Regions from separate parts of the Rattus norvegicus genome. Here region 2 is linked to region 1. Evidence: chromatin contacts called from public Hi-C data. All regions are on one chromosome and are shown on one strand. Each heading gives the region's core, a stretch centred on a gene start, on an enhancer-like site or on the middle of the called end of the contact. The rest is flanking DNA. Distances are from core to core; before and after follow the strand shown.

Region 1 (7,443 bases), core at 2,254-4,753:
ATGAGAGAGTTCTCACATAGTGTCAGGACCAAGGAGATGAAAGGTGGACCCTATAACAACTCCTGCTGGAGGTGTTTCTCCCCAGGGAATCATTCCCGTGACTTTGTAGGAGAGGGTCCCCGGGCCAGCTAATCCACGGTGGCGCCAAGTGGTACCTAGTTATAAACTTTTTTTTTCCTCTATCTAGGTTTTCAACAATATTAAGGTGCATTCTGGGAAGTTTGACCCACCCATGAGTGGCTTGGCCTTAATAGGTGCCACAGAGAGAAGGGCAGGGCTGGTGTAGCTTAGTAGTGCTCAATGAGCAATGCCAGTTAGGACAGGTCTTTGCCTTGCTTGGTTGGGCCTGACTCTCGCCCATTACCTGGTGTCTTGTCTTATCTTGTCTTTTCTTTTCTTCTCTTTTCTTCTCGTCTCTTTTCTTTTCTGTTCTTTTCTTTTCTTCTCTTTATAGTTCACCTGAAATCAAGATGTCTTCCCCGCCTCACAGCTTGAGGCCAGTGTGTCTGTCCATGCCCCACACCTGGCCAGAACCACACTGAGCTGAGAGGTGGTACACCAGGATCTGCTTGTCTTCTGTCGGTGCTGCTCTCACAGGGGTAGAAAGTGACTCGATGTGACAGGTTCTCCTGTGACACTGCTAGGGGCTGCTCCCTACCTGTCTTGTGCCTGTGACTAGGTTTCCAGCTGGCTTGGAGCTCTGGCTTTCTAAAGATATCATTCCCTTTTAAGCAATGAGGATTCCCCCACTTTGAGGGAATTTCCCACAAGAAAGCACCCATCCCAAGATCCACACTAGATTCATGGTGGAGTGAGAAGAATTCCAGACCCCCATCCATAGCCTTCTTGAGAGCCTTAGGGGGAAAGGTCTTTTTTCTCTGTACCTATTTTAAAAGATTGAAGCAATACTGCCAGGCAAGCGTTCTCAGACAGCTTGGTCATGTGCCTGGGGCCACCCTTACCTGCCCTGACTGCTTGCTCCCGGCTGTCAGCCTACATTTCCTGACCTCTGCAGTGTGAGGCTGCTTACACCTCCAGCCAGCCCAATCCACTGCTAAGTAGAGAGCCGTTCACCCAGCCAGCCTGAAGGTGACTCTTTAGTGTCCGAGAAATCTGTGCTTAAAATCCGTTCTTAGATAACATTTCAGGAAAAGTTAGAGACTCCAATTGTAATCAAGTCACAGACTGGAAAGATTCCTATGATCAGGTGGCATAACCCATTTAGTGAAAGCAGACTGATCTCATCAGAGCCATGTAAAATTCCAACCCCTTCCTTGGCTTGCTGCCTTGTGTGCTATGTGTGTTACTTTATGGTATATACTTCTGATGGGCCGGGCCCTAGAGTAGATACTTCTTTTTTTTAATATTTTATTTATTTAATGGATATGAGTACATTGTAGCTGTCTTGAGATACACCAGAATCTGTTACAGATGGTTGTGAGCCGCTATGTGGTTGCTGGGAATTGAACTCAAGACCTCTGAAAGAGCAGCTAGTGCTCTTAACCACTGAGCCATCCCTCCAGCCCTGGTGTAGATACTTCTGATGGGCCAGTTCCTAGGCCGAGAAGGGAATGGGGAGTCTAGGAAAGTCGAGAGATGTGGGTTGATAACTCACAGACCCTCAGTGTCTCTCCTGAAAGTCTCTTATTCCTGGCCTCTTGACCACAGGTTGGGTTCTCCTGATTTGCTAACAGGATTGTTTTTAATATTTTCTTGACCAAATGAGCCTTCTTGTCCATCCCTGTAACTCTCCAACTGTAATTCTCTTCCTGCAATGTCCGTAGTCCTACTTATGTCAGGTGCCGCACTGAGGTTTCAAAGTGCTCATGTGTTAAAGATACGATTCCTTTTCATTCCTTTAAAGGTGGGGTTCCATGTGATCCAAGCTGGCCCCAGACTTTCCATGTCCCAAGGGATGACCTGGACTTCTTATCTTCCTGCCCCATTTCTCTGGCATGCACCACCACACCATATGTGCATACGTGCGCTGGGGTGGAGACCAGGACTGGGGACTGAGCTACGGTCCCCAGCTCTGTGGGTCATCTTAGTGGCCTTTTTTTAACTTTTAACATTCTGTGAAAAGGCCACAGACTTCACGAGGGCCTCAGGCCAAGAGGACTCTCCAGGGTCTTGGCAGGCGCCACTGGATGCCTATGAAGGTCATCAAGGGTCACTCACAGGCAGGAACAGCAATGTAGACAAGAGAACAAGAAGGTCGTGGAGACACTGGCTTCATATTCGCCTTCCCGTCTCAGACCGGAGGTCAAGTGTACGCACTGTCAGTGGCGGGCTTCAGAGCCCCTAAGGATTAAAACAATGCCAGTTAGGGAGCGTGGCAAATCAGCCATCTCCTCGTGGACACAGCCAGAGGGAAGTGTGTGCACAGCTCTTTCTGGCCATTCCAACTGTAGCTTTATTTTCCTTTACATTGCTGGGGGCCGGGGGCAAAGGGGACGGCGAAGTGTTGCAAGACAGGGTTTCCCTGTATAGCCCTGGCTGTCCTGGAACTTGCTCTGTAGACCAGACTGGCCTCAAACTCAGAGGTCAGCCTGCTTCTACCTCCCGAGTGCTGGGATTGAAGGTGTGTACGCCACTGCCTGGCAGCATTGATGGTCTCTTGCCTTGAGATTGGGGCAGTGCCTTGATCCCTTAAGGGAGAAGCCATACAGTCAGAATGATGAAGTGCTCTGCTAGTGTTGCCTGAGGGCTTGGTAGCAATCCTCAGTGAATGTAGAAAGTTAACAAACAGCCTCTGTGATGCACCGTGTGGGTTCACGCAGACCTTCTCCCATGGTCAGGAGCCGGGCAGCATGGCTTCTGAGAACCCCATATGTTTCCTGCTGCTCTCTTCCCTGGGGCTGGGGCCAGGCTCTGTTTATAGAACCTCCTCGTGCCTTGCTATTTATAGCTTCCTGCTTCACCCTGGGCTGCCCCTCTGAGTGGTAAACTACCTACCTCATCTCCTGGCAATCACAGGCTGGCTTCCTTGCTAGAAAGGGCTCCCTCCCCCCTTTGTCATCCTGCTTTGTAGCCTCTGCACTTCAGGTCACTGAGTGGCATCCTTAGATCTCTTCCTTGTTTGGTATCTGCAAAGCTAGCCCAGGGCCAGCACACTGGCTCTGAAACTCTGTGAGTAATAGAAAAGGCTCTGCCTGAGACACTAGTGAGAGCCCAGGAACCCTGTGCCCCCTGCAGTGGTTGGGTTGCAGTCCTGAGGGCCCACCACCTCTGTTTTCAGTTGTCTACTGCAATTTGCAGTGAGCTAATAAAAGCCTTGTCTTCTAACAGTTTGTGCCTCTGGTGTCAGTCATGGAGCGTGGGATACCTTCCGCAAGAAGGGTCATCATGCTCAAAATGCCACTTGCCAAACAGTCAGCAACAAGCATGGCTGTCTGCTCACCTTACCTTCTGAAATCAGTCTGTCCACCTACTCCAGGCTCTCCCTAAAGAGTGGCAGTGCACACTCATCTCAGCTGCTGGTATCTCCTGAATCACCTGCCTAGTAGCTCCCTCGACAATCCCTGTGAGTCATCGTCAACCCCTGTGAGGAAACTAGGTCACCATTCGCTATCTCCAAAGGTTTATATAATCCTTGCTTGGAATTTTCCCAGAGACAGAATGCCAGATAATAAACAAAAGAGCAGAATGGACCAAGAGGGATGGGGAGAGCTACCTGGAACTGGGGTGCATGTCATCTATGTAGGGCTCCACAGAAGAAAGACCACAGGAAACAGGCTGTGCCTGCCATGACAGCCCTTCCCCAGCCTGCGCCCAAGCAAGCAGGTGGAAGGGGTGCCTTCGGGGGAGGAACCATGACAGGAATGGCCTGCTGCTCAGCTTATGGCCTCTGATAGTGTTAGCCAGGGCTGCCCTCCAATGGCAGAGCTGCGAGCTCCCCACTGAGGTTAATTTCAGACCTTGCAAAGACCAAGGGAGATGCCTATCAAGAGGGAGGCAGGCGAAGCGCTGAGGGCCAGCACAGTGTGCGGGAAAGTTTGCTTTATGCCTTGGATTTTTCAGAACAGAACTGCTCTTTAGACCTGGGAAGGGGCTCAGTACTTGCTATAAAAGCATGACGACCTAAGTCCCAGAAGTGGGAGTTGGGGTTGGGGAATGCATGCCCTTAATTCTGGTCCTAGGGAGGCAGGGACAAGTAAACCCTAGCCCAGTGGCCATAATAGACTAGGTGACATGGCTGAGGATGTTGACAGAGGAAAGCATCCAGTGTCAACCTTGGGCTATCATAAGAGCGCGTTCCCGAGTCCATGCTCACTTCGTGCACACAGACAGACAAAGGACTCCTAAGGTTGCTGTCACTTATGGCCGTAGCATCTGCACTGAGTCATGCTGCTTGGTTGTCCCTGGTCTGGCGTGAGTGTTACAGTCTAGCTGATTTCAGGGGGGGGCTGGAGACATTCTGTGACTTAAGGAACAGCCGGTCAATAAGTGCTGGGGCCATAGCACCTGAGGCTCCAGCAGCCTGTTTCTTCTCCTGGGTTGCTGGGAGAAAGATGTGTAGCCCGCTGACCAGAAAGGGTGATGCTGGGTGCCTAGACCTCTTCTAGTGGGACACAGAGTTAGGAGTCGGCTCCAAACGTGTATTTTCTTAAGTATTTGACTGAGCTGCCTCCTGACTCCATCTCAGAGCCTGAGGCGATGGCTGTGTTGGTCTTTGAGTGTATCGGTTTTTTCAGGAGGTAGTGAGAGAAAGAAAGGGTCTTAGTCAGGGTTTCCATTGCTTCAGAGAAACACTGTGAACACAAAGCAAATTGGGGAGGAAAGGGTTTATTTGGCGTACATTTCTAGATCATAGCCCATCATTGGAGGACAAGCTGGAACCTGAAGGCAGGAGCTGATGCAGAGGCCATGGAGGGATGTTACTTACTGGCTTGCTCCCCATGGCTTGCTCAGCCTGCTTTCTTATAGAACCCAGGACCACAGCCCAGGGATGGCACCACCCACAGTGAACTTGGGCCTCCCCCACTGATCATGAATTGAGGCAGTGCCTTACAGCTGGGTCTCATGGAGGCCTTTCCTCAACTGAGGCTCCTTCCTGTCTGATGACTCTAGCCTGTCTCAGGTTGACACACAACCAGCCAGGGCAGAAGGAAAGAGAGATGCTAATTTTAGACCAAGGGCAGGCAAATGGGCTCATACTCCTGCCTTAGCGTTTAATGGAAAGGGAGACGGCGCTCCATGCCTCTTTCCACAGAGCCGCTGGAAATTGGCTGTGCCAGTTTCCAGAGGCCACATTCCTGACACTTGAGGGTGGGGACAGAAAGGGGAAGAGGTATAAGCTCACTTAAGGGTCACAGCTGCCTTTCGGCAGCCAGTGAGCAGGCTGATCCAGTCACCATCTCGGTCTGGAGTGTGCTGCCAATGAGGAAGAGCGAGAAATGGCAAGACCTATGGGCGGGATTCAGCAGCTCACGTGGGAAAGAGTCCTGGGACATCCCGAGCAGTCTCAAAGGCTCAGGCGCACACCTGCCACTGCTGCCAAGCTGCTTTGACGTGAATACAGCTCATCCATTGGGAAGATGTGCATGTAGGGTCAAGGCTAGCTACCAAAAGCATAGTAGACTGGGAAGAATTGGATTTCCCCCATTAAACCTTGTGCCTTATAGGTAATTCACTGGGGTTTCTGGAGAGGTAGTGTGGGCTGGTGGAGGGATAGTGAGAACAGAGTGGATCTCACTAAGCGTACACCACCAGCCCCTAGGCTAAGCAGTTTTCATAGCTCACCTCATGTAATCCTCGGAACAACCCTACAAGGTATGTTCGTGCCCAGAACTGGGGTGGGATACCCAGTGTTATCTGATGCCATGCTGCACAGAGCCCTTCACAGACTCTGCACAGTGGTAGGGGTTTGTCTCTCCAACACCTAGCCTCCAGTAGGTGTTTGCTGGAGCCCGTTTCTTCCTGTTTCCTCTTCCTGCTGAAGTGTCTGGGCATTTGGGCATCTGTGCGTATGGGGCATGGACCTCTGACTGGGTCATGCTCATTAGCAGGTGACTCAGAACCACACAAGTGCTAACTGTTCTGTGACTCCGGTTGGCGCACTTCCCTTCCAGGGGTAATGCTGACATTATGCACCTGGGAACTGAAATACCACAGGAGCCGTCATTGCTGTCCTAGCCACTCCATCATCAGGAACTCAGCCAAGGTCTTCTAGCTCTGTCTGGCTTTCGCCTTGTTCCCTTTTATGGCTTTTCAGTTGATCTGAAGTGGGGGAAAGCATGGTGCCTCGGGATTCTTCTGTGGAAGGCTATCACAGTGGGTCTGACAGTGATAATAACTCTCAGGCACTTCCTAAATATGAGGGAGTCGCTAACCTCAGTAAACCTTCCCCTGGAAGATCACTTTAGTGGAGGCAGTGATTGCAGGAGGTGAGACATCCCCGGCTTACTTGAGTTGACATAGCTTGCTTCAGAGACAAAGTAATTAACTGGCAGAGATGGGGCACGGGCCTGGTATTCCCAGCCACCTCCTTGCAGCCCGCTTTCCTGCTCCAGATTGCTGCACTAGGTAAAGTCCAGTGTGCCTGTGTTAATTAGTTGCTTCTCTGTTGCTGCTGTGATAAAACACCAATGACCAAAGCAACTTAAGGAAGAGCTGGTTCCAGAGGGATGAGTCCATTGTGATGGGACAGAGGCTGCAGGATGCAGACACAGTGGCCAGAAGGGGAGAGTCGCATCTTCTGTCACAAGCGTAAAGCAGGGGGCAGACTGGAAAGCAGAGGTCGGCTGTAGACTCTCAGAGCCCGCCTCTAGGGACACATGTCCTCCTGCAAGGCCATCTCCTCTCTGCAAACAGTGTCATCACCTGGGGCCAAGTGTTCAAATGCTGGAGCCTCTGGGGGCATTGCTTATTCAAACCACCACAGTGGGATGATTTGCTGGAGCAAAGACCGTCTTCATTTCTGTATACACACTGCATTTATTTTTGTCATTTCTGAGCACACATCCTGCTTTTCCACCTTTGAGGTTCTTCCTATAGCAAGTCCTCCAGATACGTATAGTGGCATCAGGCATCTCCATCTGTGTGGCTCCCCCCACAGCAACCTTAGAACTTACCCTAGTATTTCTACACACACGCATACACACACACACACACACACACACACACACACACGCACGCACGCACACACACACACGCACGCACACACGCACACATGCACCCCGTTCTTTCTCTCTGATTTAACTATAGTCACCCTGATTCACAGGAAGATACTAACTACTGACAGTGCTTAGAATCATGGTACAGATTTCCAGTATTTAAGTTCTTTTGTGGCCTGGCCCATTGTTTAGATCCACTTACCATTCTCCGTGAGATCCTCAGTGAGACACAGTGTCAGGATTAAGCTCATCCCATAGCTGTATGACTTACGGAGTACCATCAAAAGTCATTGAACCCCTCTCCCACAGTCTCAGGACAGCTGACGAA
Region 2 (7,264 bases), core at 2,366-4,865, 350 kb before region 1:
AGATCAAACACGTTAGAAAGTGGTGAGCTCAAAGAGAGAGGTGAGAACAGAGGAAGAAGCAAGAGATGCTGGAGAAGGGACATTGGGCAAGGGCTTACAGGACATAAAAGGGGTCACGCGGAGACCGCAGTCACCTTCAAAGATCAAGGCACCCAGGCTCAAGATTTACATCACTTCTTCAAGGGACAGCGTCTCACTGGACTTCATTTTCTGACCCTCCATGGTTTGGCAATGCCTGAGGTGTTCCCTCCAGTGGACCTCCCTCTCTTCATTCTTCTGTACAGCATGGGGAAATTACTCAGGGATGATGAGTCACAGCAGAAACCTAAAAGCAACCCCAGGGTGAACAGTTCATGGGAAGTGGCCCTGTAGAAGATTCAGCGAGGGGCAGCCCAGCATATGATGACATTGGGCAGGAAGAGGAGATACCGTTCTCTGGTTTGCCTCTTCCTGCAATCTGTCATTTTTCCCTTTGTCTCCTCTGGGCCACACCCCACCAGCAGTCAACTGGTTAGGGACTCTTTGACACCTGGACGGGTACAGGCAGCCCCACAACTCAGAGGAGGATGCGCTTAAGGGTGGCTCAGAAAATAACTGACAGTTGGCACTCAGGACAGGGCAGCAGGGAGGTAATTCAACTGCAGCAGGGTGGCCACCACAGTTGTTTGCTTTAAGGACATTTGTGCCTGGTTGTTTCTTGTCAACGCCACACAAACCAGAGTCACCAGGGAAGGGGGGCCTCAGTTGAAGAACTGCCTCCGATAGAATGGCCTGTGGCCATATCTGTTGGGCATTTTCCTTTTTAGCTGATTGACGTGGGAAGGTCCATGATACCCATTGTGTGGGCAATACCATCCTTGAGCAGGTAGGTCTGGCTCTGTGTGTGTGTGTGTGTGTGTGTGTGTGTGTGTGTGTGTAACTGAGGAGCAAGCCACAGTGTTCCTCTGTGGTCTCAGCTTCATTTCCTGCCTCCAGGTTCCTACTCGATCCTCTCAGTGATGGATTATGACCTGGGAATTATAAGATGAAATAAAGTCTCCCGCAGGCAAACTAGGATGATTTCATTCCCATGGCCTAGAGTATTACCTTAACCTAATGCTTGATCCAGTCACAATTGGAGGAATGAGTGAATTTGAGAATGAATGATTGAGTGACTCGGGCCTTGAGCCTGCTTAGTAACGGGGCTGCTTTGCGACATCTCACAGTTCCCTGTCGATGCTAAGGCTACTTGGATCCTACCGTTCACACCATTTTAAGGTGACACGGACACCGACACGGATGGTACAGCTGTAAAGTCATTAGTGTTTCCACAAAGAGGTCAGATAGATCCATCAGGTGACTTTTACACAAGCCCTTCCAAGTACCTCACCAGGAAGGAGCATACACCTCCTGATAGCCCTTCCCTGACTGGCCCCTTACTCAGCTGCTGTACTCTTTTGAAGTTTCTGTCTGTGAGGTTCAACATCATCCAGTCCTTCACCTGGCTAGGGACAGGTTGGAACACATCATGAGAAGTGACACTCGGTTTTGGAGGGGGGTGGGGGGTGGGGGGGAAGGAGGAAGTGGAAGGCCACAAACAGATCTGGCTGCTAACTTTCCCACGGGCGCAGAAGAGACGAGAAGTGACTCCCCAAAGGGCCATCAGATGCCAAGTGCTGCTGGGTTGGCTCAGGGATATTCAGGGATAGTGAGTGGGTCTCACTAATGGCTCACCTTATATCTAAGATACTTAACTTTGGGGCCCACAAAACCTTTCAGAGGGGACACTAGAAAGTGATCAGTTTCTACTGCAGATACACACAACGCGTATAAAGCGGTCAGTCGTGTGTCTGACAGAAAAAACAAAAACAAAAACAAAATACAGCAACAGTGTACCTGGGTGACTAAGGCACTACTTAACTGGGAGCTAGAAGCCCCCGGAGAGAAATCTGAATGGTCCAGCTCCTTCTAGCAAAATTTCTCAGCAGTGACTAAAATATTCTCAAGTACTTCATGTGGCCATGCTATAGACTGGGGCTCTGTTACAGGTAAGAAGGGATGCTGGAATCCTACTGCGTTCCCACAGTGCTTGCAGAGAGGTAGGAGGGGGACAGATGGTATCTTGCTGCAAGGGGTTGGGGGTTGGGGTGGAGAGACCTGAGGGAGAGATTCCATCCTCACTGGTCACCAGTCAGGGAGCTTCAGACCAGTCCTTTCTTGAACCTCCATTGCCTGTTTTCTCTTGGAGGCGTGGTAAAGATCACAGGAGAAGTACTTTGAAGATGGGGGAAAGTACCACGTTACAACACTAGGTGTGAAAAGAGTCACCTGTGATGTTCATTTAATAATGTTTAAAAATCTTCCATTACCTTTAGCTAGCCTGCACTAGAGAGGGCAACGGCACTTTTCAAAGGGACATTTTCTGCTCTCGAAATAGAAGTCAGAAGCCGCGGTTTTAGTTTTCTTTTTGGTGTAAACCACAGCACCGACCTTTGTTGCTATTAGCAGTCTGACTGAATCGTGACCTTCTAACTTGGTGGTATCTGAAGGCTCAAAGAATTCTTGAAGGAACACTTGCCAAGCCTTTCAAACAGGTTTCCTCAACTGAAGCACTGTTATGAATTAGGGGCTAATGGAATTGTCTTCTTAAAGGAGAACCTGCAAGATTTAAGTGACCTTCCAGGTGGGCCACAGTAAATACAGAACCAAAAAGTCGCGCGAGAGCCAGGAGGGTGGAGGTGGGTTGGGGTGGGGTGGGATGGGGGTGGGGCTGGGAGCAGTTGGTTTAGTTCAACTCTTACAAGGTAACACTCTTGCTCAGAAAGAAACGTAGAATTTTTACAGTCCCCCTAATGGTAACAAGCTGATCTGTGAACTAATCTAGGATCATAATTTACTTTTGGTTTATGGGATTTGCGAATTTTTCGCATTTGTTTTAATTTGTAATTAAGTTTTCTCTACGAGGCACACCATATGCCACCATTAATTCTCTCTAGTTGATTTCTTAGGAGATACATGGGTGCATATTTTGATGTAATTTTGGAGGTCTTTTGAAAATCAGATGACTACGTGGTGAGCCATATGGGGCTTTGTTATTTAAAACACAAATTATAAAGCTAGAGAAATCAGAATGGAAAATAAAAAAAAATGTTAATGGGGGCAAATTGGGGGGGAAAGTGGTTTCAAGCGCACGAACTGTCCACTTTTTTCCCTCCCGGATACTCTGAAATCTCCGAGGATCCCGCGATGTCTCTTACCTTCTGCAAGCGCACTCTATACCACAGGTGCACGGAGCAAACCTCTCGGCCACGCTTGTGCATTCCGCCCGGGCTGCAGATTCTAGCATCTGCCTTCTGGGAATTCGGCGGGAGCCAGCGCCTTTCTTTGCACACCCAGGCTTTGGCACTGAGCTCCGCTTTCTCCGCACCCAAGGCTGCACGGCTTTCCCGCTCGTGCTTTCCCGGGACTCCCCCCCTCCCCCGCCGCCCCGCAGTACGTGCAGGCTGCAGAGCGGGCCGCGGCCCGGGCGGCGAGCGCTAGGACCCAGCGGGACTCCGGGCCCGGGTGGGAGCCGAGCCGCCGACCCCGGGCAGGCGCCGGGCGCTGGAGCCGGGTGTTCCGGCCGCGGTCCGTGCAGCTCGGCTGGGAGACGGCGCGAGCCGGCGGCGGGGCCCCCCGCGAGTCCAGCGCCGCTGCAGCCCCCCAATGCGGCCGCGAGAAGCAGCTGGGGGGCAGGCGATCGAAGGTAAGGAAAATCCAGCTCGCTGGCTGTCTAGCGAGCCTCTGCCCGGGTTAGCATTGTCACCCCAAGCCTCGCTGCCCAGGCTGCCCATTTTGGGGGGCACCCTTGGCTTTTTATCTTAAGGTGTCCGCCCCCATCTGTGCACCTAGTTTCGGATTGATTTATAGCATGCAGCCCAGAATGGGGAAGATCCAGGGATGGCGAGTTGCTTATTTTCGTTAGTTTTTGTCTCAAAAGTAAGTTCATTTAAAAAAAAAAAAAAAGAAAGAAAGAAAAGGAAAGAAAGAAAAGTTTTTTTTTCTGGAATTTGTAGATAGCTGGTTTTACATTTTTATTTTAAAAAATCCCAGACAATGGATATTTATAAAAATTACCGAATAATTGATGTAATTCTGTTAATGACTTCGGAGGGAGGCGGCTTTGGAGGGTCCCCAGGCATGACTAGTATTTTCAAGGAACTAACGTGTTAAATGTGGAGTTTGGTTGGGGCAGAGTTACAGCATCGCTGTCGTAACTGTTTTGCTATCAATTATAAACAGAGTGTCTATGGGCAGTTTAAACCTCTTTTTCAAATACCGGAGCTGCATATCCCGGCGTGACATGGACAAACCGGAGTGTCCGTTGAAGGAAGCAGGAGTGTTTCTGTTTTTGGAGAAAAACGTTGTTTTGAGGAGAAAACCCTAGATTCCTAGCCCGGGAGACTATTTTTCATGCTTTGTTTATAGTCTGGGAATGACATTTGGGAAAGGGGGACGCGGTCTTTCTTGGGAGCTTTTAATCGTGGGGGTTATTAATTTATTTAATTTATTAGTTTCAATTGGTTGGGCTCCGGGAGCCTTCCGTCACCAGGTTGTGCTAGCGTTGGGACACATGATTGCGAAGGGGAAACTGCCAGCTCTGAAAGGACTGGACCCGGCTGGTGGAAGCTCCCCCGTGGCGCTGTTGTAGGCTGGGTGCTCCAGGCTCATTGAAGAAAATGGGAATGGCTTTTCCTGGCTGAGGAAGACATCAGTATTTCCCTTTTGTTCCCTGTTTTTTCATTGATCTCCAGCTCTGCCTTAGCCAGGGGGAGCAGCTCAGAGGGTGCAGAGAGCCCTGAAGACTGCACGAATGTCTGGAGCCCGCTCTAACTCTCACACTGATTGGTCAGTCAGATGGGGACTTAGGAAAACAGTCACCCGAAACCTTCTTTTAAAACCTTGTCTTAATTTCAGATCTGCCTTCTCGTACATGGGTTCCTGCGTGGTTTCTTTTTTGATCTGGGTGCATCTGGCTCTCTCTGGGTGTCTTCATCTTTAATTTTTTGTTGTTGTTTCTATCCAGATAAAGTAGGCCATTTTGGTGACAAATTTCTTTGCAGATGTCAGCTCCTAGCTTGCACTGATAGATGTGGGGCTTCACAATACAGGCTCAGTGATTTCTGTTCGTAAGTTGTAGAATGCAAAGTCAACTTGGAATTAATTTTTCCTAATTTTTTTTCAATCTGAGCATTTAAATAGCTGCACCAACAGATGGATGCTTAACTGTATCATTACTTTGATAATTTAAGTGCCTTGTGAATTAGCGTGTTTCTCGCGCTAAATCTAAGTCTTTAGACAGTGAAAGGGAAAACAGACAATGAGGGGCAAGCAATCATGATCAGCTTGCAGACTGTTGCAAGAAATTGTGGCGTCTGCTTTGAGCAGAATACATTCACATCCAAGAAGGGGGGGGGGTGCTGTGGGGGCGGAGTTCTCTCACCACAGAAGGCTGAATTAGAGCTAGGCATGAAGCGGGATCTCTGTAAGACAGCCTGCCGCTTCTGGACATCTTCATTTGAGCCTTAAAGTGCCTCATTAAAGAAGCTGGGTCCCAGAAGTTGTTAACCGTATAAACACTTTTCTGATTGGTTTAAATATTTAGACACAGGAAGTAGATGGTATCTAGTAACCCAGGAATGGAGACACGGTTGTCATAGAAACTGAGGAGTGTAACCCCACCCCACCCCCACCACACATGCATTCACTACCATGACCACCACTTAAAAAAAAAAAAAAAAAAAAAAAAAAAAAGCCCTGCCTGTCATCACAGATGCTTGGAGAACTTGCTGGCTTCTGTTAGTGTTCCCACAACATCTGTTGAAACCTGAGACCATGCCTGTCAAACCAAGGTCATTTTACAACAACCAAAAAAAAAACAAAAAACAAAAAACAAAAAAAAAAACCAACACACACACACACACACACACACACACACACACAAAACAGCCCTCTGGATTTCATAACTGTATTTTTATTGAAAATAGTTCAGGGGAGAGCCCAAATGCCAGGGTGAGTGTTCATGCTTACTTAGCATTTCCCATCCTCTGAGTTGAACAAGGGAAAGGCTGCAAAGAATACATGTGAGCCATTAATGGTAGAGCTGTGCGTCTGCTCCTAGAGGTGTGTGTCTACTGTTAGCACAAAAGTCCTTTCTGCAGCCTTAGAGACCAGAATGCTGCCTATGGAGGGAGGGCCCTTTGGCAAAGGTGCAGTGAAGTGTCTTGATGCTTGCTGGCTGATTCCAGGTGGAGCTGAGGCGTTTGATCTTGATGGTCTCTAGGATTCTGGACAGGTTCTCTTAGGCAGCCTAGGGCTCTGGGGAGCCAAGGGCAGGGTGTTCTTGGTGGCTGGGCGGGGAGAAGAGGAAGTGCTCCTAAGTGGGATGAGGACGAGGGTTTCCAGACAGCAAATACAACTGCCCAGCTGGTTTAGAAGCGTTTCCTCTCCTGTGAATGGAGAGTGCTGCTACCATTTTGAGGCTATTTTAGGGGTGGGGGGGTCCCCCAATCCATGAGTACCCATATCAGCTATGTCTTAATTCATGGTGAGGAATATCAAGGAGAGAAGTCCAACCACCTCCCCCAATGCTATCTTTTCATTCATTTCGCTGGTCGGAAAATAACCAGGCCTACCTCTCCTAAATTTCCACCTTGAAGCGCTTCAGTAAAACTTGTCTACATAGCAATCAACACATTGCCTAGAATTTGACCCGTCATGCCAATGGCAATCTTTAAATTGTAAGTGTTTTCTAATATTTATCATTATTAATTATGTGTAGGTGTCTGCATGCGGGTATGAACATATAACCAGAGGTCCTTGGAGCTGAAGTTACAGACCGTTGTGAGCCGTCTCATGTAGGCGCTGGGATCCGAACACAGGTCCTCTGGAAGAGACCTTTTAACCACTGAGCCATCTCTCCCTTTTTTTTTAAACTACTGAGCCAGATGCTCTTTTAAAATATTGGTTTGTTTGTTTGTTACTTTTCAAGACTGCACTCCTCCGTGTATCCCTAGCTGTCCCGGAACTCACCCAGTAGAGCAGGCTGGCCTCAAACTCAGAGATGCACATTCCTCTGCCTCCCAAGTGCTGGGATTAAAGGCATGCACCACCCCCCACCCTGCCAGACTCCTAAATTTCAAGTTCTTTATATTTGTTTACAAATAACGTCTCCCCATACGTGGTATATTTAGCACTGCACTGGTTTTTTTCTTAAAGCGGTTTTAAAACTTACTTAAATTGTAGT

Evidence for each region. Hi-C and Micro-C count contacts between places; a contact is called where the count stands out from the background.
Region 2: a contact with region 1 is called in a Hi-C map of mammary epithelial cells, with 2.3 times the contacts expected there. The contact joins the promoter of Foxn3 here to the enhancer-like site in region 1. A contact is called at or near these places in 2 of 12 Hi-C or Micro-C datasets (frontal cortex and mammary epithelial cells).

Annotation. Positions count from the first base shown.
Region 1 is chr6:124,220,096-124,227,538 of GRCr8, reverse strand. The region is part of intron 5 of Foxn3 (forkhead box N3); the gene reads left to right. Among named protein-coding and RNA genes, the nearest start is that of Cpg1, 180 kb to the right of the region's middle. Within about 2 kb of position 3,503, at least 42 of the 93 cell types and tissues checked have an H3K27ac peak or open chromatin away from gene starts, as enhancers often do.
Region 2 is chr6:124,568,391-124,575,654 of GRCr8, reverse strand. It overlaps Foxn3 (forkhead box N3), which reads left to right and starts at 3,615. Exons shown (of 7, transcript NM_001108047.2): 1 at 3,615-3,724. It overlaps LOC102550560, which reads right to left. Exons shown (of 5, transcript XM_063262634.1): 3 at 3,237-3,751.